2 separate regions of the Mus musculus genome follow, and region 1 is linked to region 2. The links are chromatin contacts, called in public Hi-C maps. All regions are on one chromosome and are shown on one strand. The core of a region is the stretch at or near the end of the contact, and the rest is flanking DNA. Distances in the headings are between cores, read along the strand shown. Region 1 holds the start of Morf4l1 (mortality factor 4 like 1). Region 2 holds the start of Tmem30a (transmembrane protein 30A).

Evidence for each region. Hi-C and Micro-C count contacts between places; a contact is called where the count stands out from the background.
Region 1: a contact with region 2 is called in a Hi-C map of B cells, with 5 read pairs. The contact joins the promoter of Morf4l1 here to the promoter of Tmem30a in region 2. A contact is called at or near these places in 2 of 484 Hi-C or Micro-C datasets (B cells and CD4 T cells).

What each region holds. Positions count from the first base shown.
Region 1 is chr9:90,110,618-90,116,490 of GRCm38.p6, forward strand. Morf4l1 (mortality factor 4 like 1) reads right to left here and starts at 4,203. Exons shown (of 12, transcript NM_024431.3): 1 at 3,919-4,203. The coding sequence starts at 3,958.
Region 2 is chr9:79,790,877-79,796,083 of GRCm38.p6, forward strand. It overlaps Tmem30a (transmembrane protein 30A), which reads right to left and starts at 2,554. Exons shown (of 7, transcript NM_133718.4): 1 at 2,098-2,554. The coding sequence starts at 2,334. It overlaps 4930429F24Rik (RIKEN cDNA 4930429F24 gene), which reads left to right and starts at 2,765. Exons shown (of 3, transcript NR_040734.1): 1 at 2,765-2,989; 2 at 4,864-5,009.

The sequences.
Region 1 (5,873 bases), core at 2,953-5,452, about 10 Mb after region 2:
TAAAACTTTTCTTAAAAATATTTATTTATTTATTTATTTATTTATTTATTTATTTATTTATTATGTGTAAGTACACTGTCGCTGTCTTCAGACACTCCAGGAGAAGAAGTCAGATCTCATGATGGATGGTTGTGAGCCACCATGTGGTTGCTGGGAAGTGAACTCAGGACCTCTGGAAGAGCAGCAGTTAGTGCTCTTAACCACTGAGCCATCTCTGCAGTCCCCGAAATAAAACTTTTAACATGTTCTTTTTCAAGTGTCTTAAGTTTAATCACTTGTCCACTTCCTTTTAATGAATATTCTCTACACATTAAAATTTGATTGCACACATGGGAGATGGAATGGTTAATTGTTTTTAGTTTATTTGTTATGTTATCCTATGCTTATTCCTCAGTATTCTGAAAGCTAGGCTGTTTCAATGAGCCGCAGAGAGAAACAATCCTAGTTCTGGGAACTCACACCCAATATCATCAGCACTTGCAAATCCAGAGAAAATCTGGCTACAGTTGAGACTTGTAGCCATCTGTGCTCACCAAACAAATTGGGAAGGTGTTCTGGACTCTGATCCCATATGATGATAGCAAGTTTATTTTACATTATTTTCAGCCTACTTGCTTTCTACACATTTCACTTAAGTATCCAAACAAGTATGTGACTATAAAATTTAATCTAGTCTAATGCTGGAAAAACTACCACATTAAAAATTACATCATAGGCCGGGCATGGTGGCACACACCTTTAATCCCAGCACTCGGGAGGCAGAGGCAGGTGGATTTCTGAGTTCAAGGCCAGCCTGGTCTACAGAGTGAGTTCCAGGACAGCCAGGGCTACACAGAGAAAAACCCTGTCTCAAAAAACAAAAAAACAAACAAAAAAAAATTACATTATAAAATATAAAAATATATATTATGGGCCTGCCATGGTGGCATACAACTTTAATCCCAGCGCTCAGGAGGAGAGGCTGGTAGATCTCCAGTTCAAGGCCGGTCTGTTCTATACCCAAGACTATACATGGTGAGACCCTTTCCTCACTCTTAAAATGTGCCCTTAAAGCATCTGTTTGCTGGCTCTGTTGTGTGCTAGGCATTTCACATTACTAAGGGATGCATAGGCAATCAAATGTTTGGATCCTTTTCTGTGCTCTTACTTCCCAGTAAGCAGTAAAGAACTCCTTGTGAGTGTTCACAAAGCAGGATCCAAACAGCAGGAACAAGTGTGTAAAAGTAGTGATACATGTTGTTCGCCACCGGTGGAACACAGAACAAACATGTGAAAGTAGAAGGGAGATGCTGATCCTGACCACCTTCTGGATTCCTACCACCATATCTAACGACTCTGTATCTAATGATCTGTGCATGCCATGGGAGCATTCTTCAAACTCATCCTTAGACTCGAGTGATTTTTAAGCTATTTTTTTCATAAGCTTCACCAGAGACCTTTACTGTTAGAATTCTAGAATAAGGTCCAGTAACTTTAACATCATGGCTCTATAAAATTCTGTACCACTCAACTGTTGAAAGCATCACTAAACCTAAGCCCACATTGAATAAAGATGGATAATTGACCAGACTTTCTTTTCCAACAGTCCAAAGCTAAGACCCAAATAAATGGGTAGAACATGCTACTATTAAACAGAAGCACTAAGCTCAGATCTGTGATTACTGATTTCACTCCAGGTTATCTTTTAAACTAATCTGAAATACCTTTTTAAAATTGGCTGCTTCAGCTAAAAACTACACTAAGTAAGGCTCTTTGAATAATGAAAATTTACACACACACACAACTAACTAACTGATGTACATCAGTCTAACAAGTGGAAAGGACAAATTAAGAAGGCAGTTCTCCATCCTCAGATCCACTCTACTCTCAAATGACAAAAATCTTGCCCTGGGCTGATGAATTTTTTAAGAACACACCACCACCACCACCACCACCACCACCACCACACACACACACACACAAGGAACTGAGAAGCATTTCTATTCCCAGCAGGCCCAGTTCCTGGAAATCCAATGCCGCCTTCTGGCTTCTGAGGATACTCACACACATAAAATAATGCAACACAAACATCAACAAAATGGAAAGTTACCACCTTTCACTATCAAAATTCTACCAAGATTTCAAAATAATCCCATCAACACTGTTTCCTTTCTAGATGTTCTCTGGGTTATTATCAACCATTCTTGATTTCTAGTTTCTAACATCAACCAAGGATTTAAGCTTTTGTGCTCTGACAATCAGAAATCTATGGGCCTCTTGGCATGCTCTGCTACATAAAACATCAAATTACAAAGGAAACCAACTGTTTCGCAGAGTTGGCAAAACTACAGTGTACACCATCTTACACTATCTACAAGTGAGGACCAGCCAGCTCAGTGTCTTCCATAGTAGCTAACTCTTCACACTAGTTTTTGAGATGGTCGATTACTTTAGCTGTAGCTCACCCATGGGCTGACTGGACAATGAGCTAACAGAGATCCATCCACCTGCGCAGGTCTCCACACTCCCTGAACCTCCACTGGGTATAGAGCAACACCCCGTTCCCCATACACACACAAGAGTTTCTCTGTATAGTTCTGGATGTCCTGAAAAGCTCTAAGTAGACCAGAATGGCCTCAAACTCAGAGATCCGCCTGTCCTTGTACATCGATTAATTAAAACGTTTCGATTTGGAACTTGAGACTTTTAAAAGTCTGGCACTTTACTGGTTAAACATCCTAGAACAGGAGTTACGCAAGCGCCTGGACCCAGCATGTATGATGATAAACACAGACGGCCGTATCTGGCAGTAACAAGTTTAAAGTGTTCCTTTTTATGCTTATAGTTTTATTTCCTTTAGTATATCAGTAAATCACCTCGACAGATGAGTTGTGAGAACCGAGTAACTGCTTTCCATTAGCAGTAACCGTTCATCAGCAACGTTCTCAGTCAAAGCCAACTAATAAGCGTTAGCTTTCAAATCGCCATTAAAATCGAATACTACTACAACCAGTCAAGCAACTACTGTATTTAAAAATGACAAAGAGGCCATGCATCTCAAGATGGAAACGCCCTAAGGAGGAACTAAAAACTGTTTCCACGAGAACCGCTCGGCAGAGCACAGAGTACTTAAAGGGCCCTGGCGCACAGCTCCAAAAACAGCAAAACGATGCCCTCAGGCAACAGCAAGCCTAGGAACTCGCTCGGGCGGCTCCAGTTTTATTTTTTTTTCTGTCCCCACCCATCACTCAGAGGCAAGAGGAGGAACTGGTCTGCGCGTGATCGCCGTGCCAGGGGGCGCTGCATCTGGCCCGAAGCTGCGTGTAAGCTGCGAGACGCCGGCAGCCATGATGGCGCGGCCATCTTGCCGCGGCCATCTTACAACGCAGTTCTCCCGCCGCGGGGCGCACAGCCCACCCCCCATCCCCTGTCCTCCCAACAGCAGAACTCCACACAACGCCGAGACAGAGCCGCTCGTTTGTCCAACAGCCTCGAACCTTCGGCCCACAGTCGCCCGCGCGGCCCGCGGCCGAGAGCTAAGCGGGGAGGATGCGCTGCCGCTGCTCCCCTCCCCCACGCCACATCACCTCCCAACCGTCGCCGTCGCCATCGCTCACCCGCCCGCCGGGCACCTCCCTTCAATAGACTTTCTCCGCTCTCGGAAAAACAAACAAACAAGCGCCGAGGCTCTGCCACACGCACGGAGATGCCCTCGGCCCTGGCCGTGGCCGGGGGCTCGCTTTCGCGCCACCGAGCACTGTCGCGGATGACGCACTGAGATTACCCTCCGCAGTGCGCCTTTCCCCCTTACAAAGCAAGGCCTGCACGGTTTCCCCCGGCCGCAAGCCCCGCCGACCCCGACCCCCAAACCTCCAGCGCCCTGAGTCAGCCTCTCTCCCGTGCACCGTTAGATGCCTCTCCCCAAAGCGGCACACTCACCCTCCTGGAATTTCGGCTTAGGGTCCTGCTTGGGCGCCATTTATAAGTGATTCGCCGCCTCCTCCTTCTCCCACCACCCCCGACTACCGCCCCCTACTCTCTACCCCACCCAACTCAGCGTCAGACGCGCCGTCGGCCACAGCCAGCTCTACATCCTGGGCGCGATTTGCCAGCGCCGCCTGACCTCACAGCACCGCGACCCGCGCAGCCGCCGCCTCAGCCAACGGCTAACCGCTACGCACACAAGCCTGCGCCCGTGCCGCCCAGAGGCATGCCGGGATTGGTAGTTCGACCTCGGATGACGCCAGCAGGGTGGGGGAGGGGAGTGGGAGACAATTGCCCCCCCCCCACGCCCGCGATCCACCACCGCCCCTGTCCCCAACCCCAGCCCTCTAAGTATCCAGACCCCAGAGGCTTGTTAAAACCCAGATTTTTATTTTCTGTAGGTGACAAAGAGGAAGGAATAAGTAAATCACTAGCTAGTGACGAAAGGATGGGAAAAACTCAAGGGGGGCAGATGCTTAGATAGGAAATGAAGCCAGGTAAATGTGGTGGGGTGTTGAAGTGGCCTGAGGACAGGACTGTCTCTGCAGCCTGAGTTCCACGGCATCACCAGGACTTGGCCTAGGAGAGCGCTGGAAGCCAGAAATGAAGCTAGATGCGAGTGAGAAGGTGATCCTCTCCAGAAGCTTCGGTGTCTAGAAAGCCATGCCCTGTTTGAGGGAGTTGGGGGTTGGGAGGGGGTGGGGGTCCGGTTCCCATGACTATTTGTAGATTGCAGCTTCTGACTCTTGAAGTACTTAGTCTCACTAAAGGGGGCAAACCTGGATTGCTGTCAAAGTCAAGGTTCCATACTTAACCCCTTTGTACCATCTTTTGCCATCTTATTTCTTTGGGGTAGTATTGGATGTATACTCAAAAAAAAAAAAACCCAACCCACAACAACAACAAAACCTCTCTTCACATTGTTCCTATGTTCAAAAACTCCTTAATGTACTCTGCTGTGAAATAACACTGTACCCCTGTACCCACTAAATTACATGAATTGCACACAAAGGATCAGAGCTGTTAATTAGGGAGATAAGTCAGAAAACAGTCACCCTGATATTTGAAGCCCTTCCACACTTTGTAGCTACCTAATTATCCTAGGCAAACCTTTATGTCAAAGCCTTTTCTCTTTTCAACAGAGTCTTACTAAATATATTTAACCCTGGCTTGCCTGGAACTGGCTATATAGACTGAGAGGACCATGAACTCACAGTGTCTAGCTCCTGAAACTCTGTCTCTATTTTTTTTTCAGTTATTTTTTTTTTTTTTTTTTTTTTTGAGACCAAGTTTCTCTGTGTAGCCCTGGCTGTCCTGGAACTAGCTCTGTAGACCAGGCTAGCCAAAACTCAAACATTTACCTGCCTCTGCCTCCCAAGTGCTGGATTTAGAGGTATGCACCACCAAACCTGGTTCTGATGTACTTTAAACTACTTTGTGAAAAGTTTTCTCAGGTTACATTTCAACCAGCAAGTTGAGGATACCTGTTTTCCCACATCCTTGCCACACATGTTATTTCCACTCTCTGATTTTAAATCAACAGAAGTATGTTGTGCAGAAGAAGCTAGGTATAAGAGTGAACATTTTCATCATTGATTCAAAATCAGGACAGCAGCCAGGCAGTGGTGGCACATGCCTTTAATCCCATCACTTGAGAGGCAGGCAGATTTCTGAGTTTGAGGCCAGCCTGGTCTACAGAGTGAGTTCCAGGACAGCCAGGACTACACAGAGAAACCCTGTCTCGAAAAACCAAAAAGAAAAAAAAGAAAAAATCAGGACAGCGTTCAATTGGATGTCCAGGGTGGGTAGAGGGAGATAAATATGAAAGAGGTACTTTTCCACGGGTAACTTTGATGTCTCCATGATGTCGCCCCCAGAGTGATAGTTAATGTTTCCTTTGCTGTTCATTG
Region 2 (5,207 bases), core at 1,304-3,803:
GAGCAGCTCACAAAAAAAAGGGTTCCATCACCACCTAGTGAGAGCTGGAACTTTCGCTCTAGGCCAGCTCTTAACTCCAATGTCCCTCTGTGCCACTACAATACACTCTTAAAATCAGGGGCACACTAAGCACAAGAAATTTCCATTTCACTAATCACTAAGTTTACAGAACCTTACTTTACTTTTCAGAACCCAAAAGTTTTAAAGAAAATTATTTTCCAACTGTAGTAAACAGTACTAGTTTTTTAACAATTTAGTAAATATTCATACACAATCTAAATCATCATTGCTTTCATCTTAATATCAAGTTTAAAGGAGATGGTGCAAAGGTCTAATGCTTAGGAGGTATCCCATTATCTTTCCTATCATCTCAGTAAGGGTCATGATGTAGTGTGAGAGTTTACACCTTGGAATCAGGACATTAACACTCCCAACAGTCCAGCCATCCCTCAGGCTGGTCCTTAGCTCTCATCTCCTGCTGATGGGTCATAACGCACATCTATTTTGCATCTAAGTGTAAAATCTTAGAAGAAATTCATTATCCTATTTATTTTAGAGATGAAGAAACTAACCTTCAGAGAAAGTAAGTCAATTACCCCCCCTGAAATCTAATTAAAGCTGCAGAGCTCAGGGTTTAGGTATGACAGGGAACAGAAGTGTTTTACATCCGAGAAGTTTTTTTTTTTTTTTTTAAAACATTCTGTACGTTTGTATAGTTTTCTCCAGTTGAGCATACCTAATCTCAAACTCTACAATCCAAAATATTCTAAAATCAAAACTTTTCTCCTGCCCAACCTGTTTGGCCCAGAGCTTCATTTACATTTTGGAGCATTTTGGGCTACCTTTGAGTATATCACAAGGCTAAAACCACGAAGATAAAATATATACCAAAAACATACGCTGTGAGCTTGCTCTAGTCAAAATAAAATTTAATAAAAGATTTTTAAAATACACTCTAGATACTATTCTTACTGTCATTAATACTGAAGCACTGTGCAGTTAAAATATATATATATATGTGTGTGTGTGTGTATGTATGTATATATATATATATATATATATATATATATATAAACCAGCTTACTTTAGTAAACTGAACAAAGTCACCAAAGTCCCTAGCTAAAATGACTGGGGACGTCCAATTAAATGTAGTATTTATTTTTAAATTAAGTACACAAAAATATATCTTTACAACAGAAGAAAGCAAGGTTACTCAACATCGATCTTGCCAGTTCAAACAGATGAAAACTCCCTTAATTTGATGGAGGACTTGTGGACGTCCAATACTGTCCGCCACACAGTACTCACATCCTGCTATAAACCCATCTTTACTGATGCGGACGGATAAAAATGCAGTGATTACTGCACCAACACAAATCAAAATGTTTCCCTCAGTAGAGTGTTTCTATCACATCTAAGTAGGATATTCCAAAAAAAAAAAAGTAATGCCAGTGAAATCGTTTATAGCTAGTTTCCAACTTATTTCGTGTGGAATCATTGATATGCATATTTTAAAAATCAAGCAGGAGGAATTAGGACCACTGTGGGGCATAATTAGAAATGAATACCGCCTAAAAACAAACCAGAACTGAAGTTTCATGCCTTTAACTATATCGTGGCCAACAACTAAAAATATCTAATTAGCTCAAAATCAAAGTTACTTGTGTGCGCTCTGTATGACTTAATTTCTTCACAGAAGAATCAATACCTTTATTGACTCCGGGTCCTACACCCAACCAATTTGTTAATCTCTGTGTCCCAGAATAACCCCCGCCCAAATAACAACAGTCTGCCCCTGTGAGTTGCCTCAGAGTTAAACACGTAAATCTAACTCTTTTTCCTCTTATCTCCTCCTAAAAGACATTCACTCTACCTCTCGGAAACCCACGCAAAGCGCCTCCAAAAAAAGTCTCGTCCACCCGACATTCTAGCTGTATTCATTCCATTTCCAGCCAGGTAAACCGAGAGCCAAAGGAAGCGAGCCCACAAAACTGCAAACTCAGAAAAGCCACAGAAGAAACCGAGAAGGCACCAGAGGGCGGGGCCCGCCTGTCACCTTCTGGGAGCCGGGGGATCACTGCCACGCCCCTCCCTCACCTCGATCTCACGGATGTTGTTGGAGGTGACGAAGATGCCGATGCCGATGGGGATGAAGATGAGGCCGATGATGAAGAAGGTGGGCAGCACCGTGCCGGCCGTGAGGATGGGCTGCCAGGCGGGTAGCCGTTGCTGTTTGAAGGCCGTGTTATCCGGCCTCCGGGTCTTGGCGGCGCCCCCGGGAGGACCCGCGGGCCCGCCGTCCACCTCATCCTTCGCGCTATAGTTCATCGCCATCGGCCCCCGGGCTTCGGCTCGGCCACGTCCAGCTGGGCCGCCCAGGGGACTTGCGTGCCGCCGACCCTGACAGGAGACGCGCAGTCACCGCTGCCGCTACCGCCTCCGCCACCCGCGCCGCCACCGGGGAGGCGGAAGAGGCGGGACACGCTTCTGCGGCCGGCCGCTGACCGGAAGCGGGCGTCTTTAGGAGACGCCCCAGGGAGGGAGAGAGAGGAAATGGGGAGATGATTGAGGGACGAGGGGAGGGGAGGGGGAGGAGGATGGAAGGGGGAGGAAAAAGACGGACGCACCCTGATCATCTGCCCTGTGACGACAAAGTGAGGGCTTTAGGCCGGGCGCGCGGCTACGTGAGCGCATGCGCGGCCCGGAGCGACGTCTGCGCACTAGGACGGTAGCGTCTTCGCTTCCCCGGGAGGACGCTTCTGTTGGCGCACACTTCCTGTTGTGGTTATCATGGAGACTTCTGGAGCCGTCAGGTCGGACTCGGTGACCTGGGCTACCTGTAATTTCGGCGCCGGGTTGACTTTTCTTATGACGCCTACGCCTCTTCTGAAGGGAGTTGTAGCGTCCTGGAGTCCACATGTTTAAAAGGATGCAGATCCCTATTGAATTTTAACTCGCCACTCAGTGTGCCTCTATGAATTTAAGTGAGGTATAACATGCGACCCATTTGATATAATAATAATAATAATGATGATGATGATGATGATGCAACCTAGTTTAGCCCTAATCCCTCGCTTCTGATCGATTTTCATTTATTTTTCTGTCTACTTCACATTGGTTTGGGAAGGTTATTGTAAAACATGACAGTGATTCTTTTTTTTTAAACTTGGTAATCAAAAACCAGAACATAATACCACTTGTTTAAAAAGGGGTATTAGTTTTAACCTGCCAAGGAAATTCTCGTTGAGACTATGTGTAATGTCAGCCCTTGAAAGGTAAAGGCAGAGTAATTGAAATTACAAGGCCAGTCTGAGCTACTTAAGAGGCCAGCAGGAAATCCATAGAGAACCTGTCTCAATAAATAAACAATAATTAGTAACTCAAAGACACCAAAGCAGTACAGAGAATACAAAGTGTAGAATTCAACTATAAAGCGTAAGATGCTAACCTCCATTGATTGACTGTAGGCAGGATTTTTTCTTTTCTATATTTTACAAATTTTCTTTTATAAGTGTGTAATTTTGCAAATTTACAAAAAAAATGATTATATAGCATCTACATTTTGAAATTGTGTTTGAAATCCAGACTATCTGACAGTACCTACTTTTAAAAAGTCTTTGTCTACAGTTTTGACTTGCTCCAGTATGTTCTTCTGTGATCTTGGATTTCCCGGCCCCGGGTTTTCCAGACAGGGTTTCTCTGTGTAGACCAGGCTCCCCTCAAACTTGTATAAATCCTCTTGCCTCCTGGGTGTTGTAATTAAAGGCCTGGGCCACCACAGCCTAGCTGATCTCAAATTCTTAAGGCCTCTAGAATCCTTAGGTTTGTATCTTGCTTTAGCAGCCTAAGTTTACCTTCAACCCCATTCAAATGGAAAAGAGTCTGTCATAGAGAGGCTTAGCCTGTTGTCTTAAACGTTCTGTTGGGTAAAATGTTCATCACAGTGTTGGGGATAATCATGGAGTCCTTTTTCTTTCTTTTTCCCCACTCCTGTTTAGATTATCACAGTTAGATGTGTTAGTTCCTTTATTTCTACTCTAGAACTCGGTTTAAATAGTGCTACAACTGAACCTTCAACATACAATTGAAAATATTCAGGGGAAAAAATTGCTTCTGAGCTAGTAAACACGGAGACAATTTCTCATCATTATCTTTTAAGTGGTTATTTCCATTGTACTAAGCAGTATAAATAATATAATCAGGAGACAGTTTGAAGGGTGTGGGGGAGATACATAGGTCATTTACAAGAGCTGCATTTTGTATAAGAGATTTGAGCACCTGAGGTTGTATCCACAAGTTTCTGGGACCTCTCCAGGATGCTGCAAGACACCTTAGTTTGCTTTAAAGCTTTGTTGCTGTTGTTGCAGGAGCAGTGATCTGATGGTTCTTGGTGTGCTTACCTACTTCCTGTTTCCTTTGGTTTGCTCAGAGCAAAGATTAACTGTCTCAGTTTTACTAAAAACTTCACTGGGGACTGGGTGATGATTACACACATTTCCTCCCAGCACTCCAGAGGCGGAGGCAGACAGATTTCTGTGAATTCAAGGCCAGTCTGGTCTATGTGAATTCCAGGACAGCCAGAGCTACACAATAAGTCCTTGTCTCAAAAGGTATCCTTTTTGTTTGTTTGTTTATTTGTTTTTGTTTTTGTTTTTCGAGACAGGTTTTCTCTGTGTAGCCCTGGCTGTCCTGGAACTTACTCTGTAGACCAGGCTGGCCTCGAACTCAGAAATCTGCCTGCCTCTGCCTCCTGAGTGCTGGGATTAAAGGTGTGCACCACCACACCCAGCCTTGTGTGACATTTCTTAATGCTATCAGATCAATAATCTGAAATGTATGTTTCATATAGTTTTCATTTTTTAGTTCAGTTACTACATTATGCCACTATGTCAGAAAGGAAGAAGAAGGAGAAGGAGAAGGAGAAGAAGAAGAACTTTGATAAATTAAGGAATGGAGAAAAGAAACCTAAAACAGTTGTTTTACTATTTGGCCAAAGTTCACACAGGTTTGTATGTCAGGCTCCTTCAGTACCTCAAGCTGCTTTAGTTCTCTATCATCTAAGCATACCCAAGGGTTTGTTTGAGTCTACAGCTTAATATTGCCTAGGAAAGTTAAACCTGAGAGCCACAGTTCTTAGAACATACCCTCACCCAAGACGTAGTTTCTTTGTGTAGCCCTGGCTGTCCTGAAACTCTGTGGATCAGGCT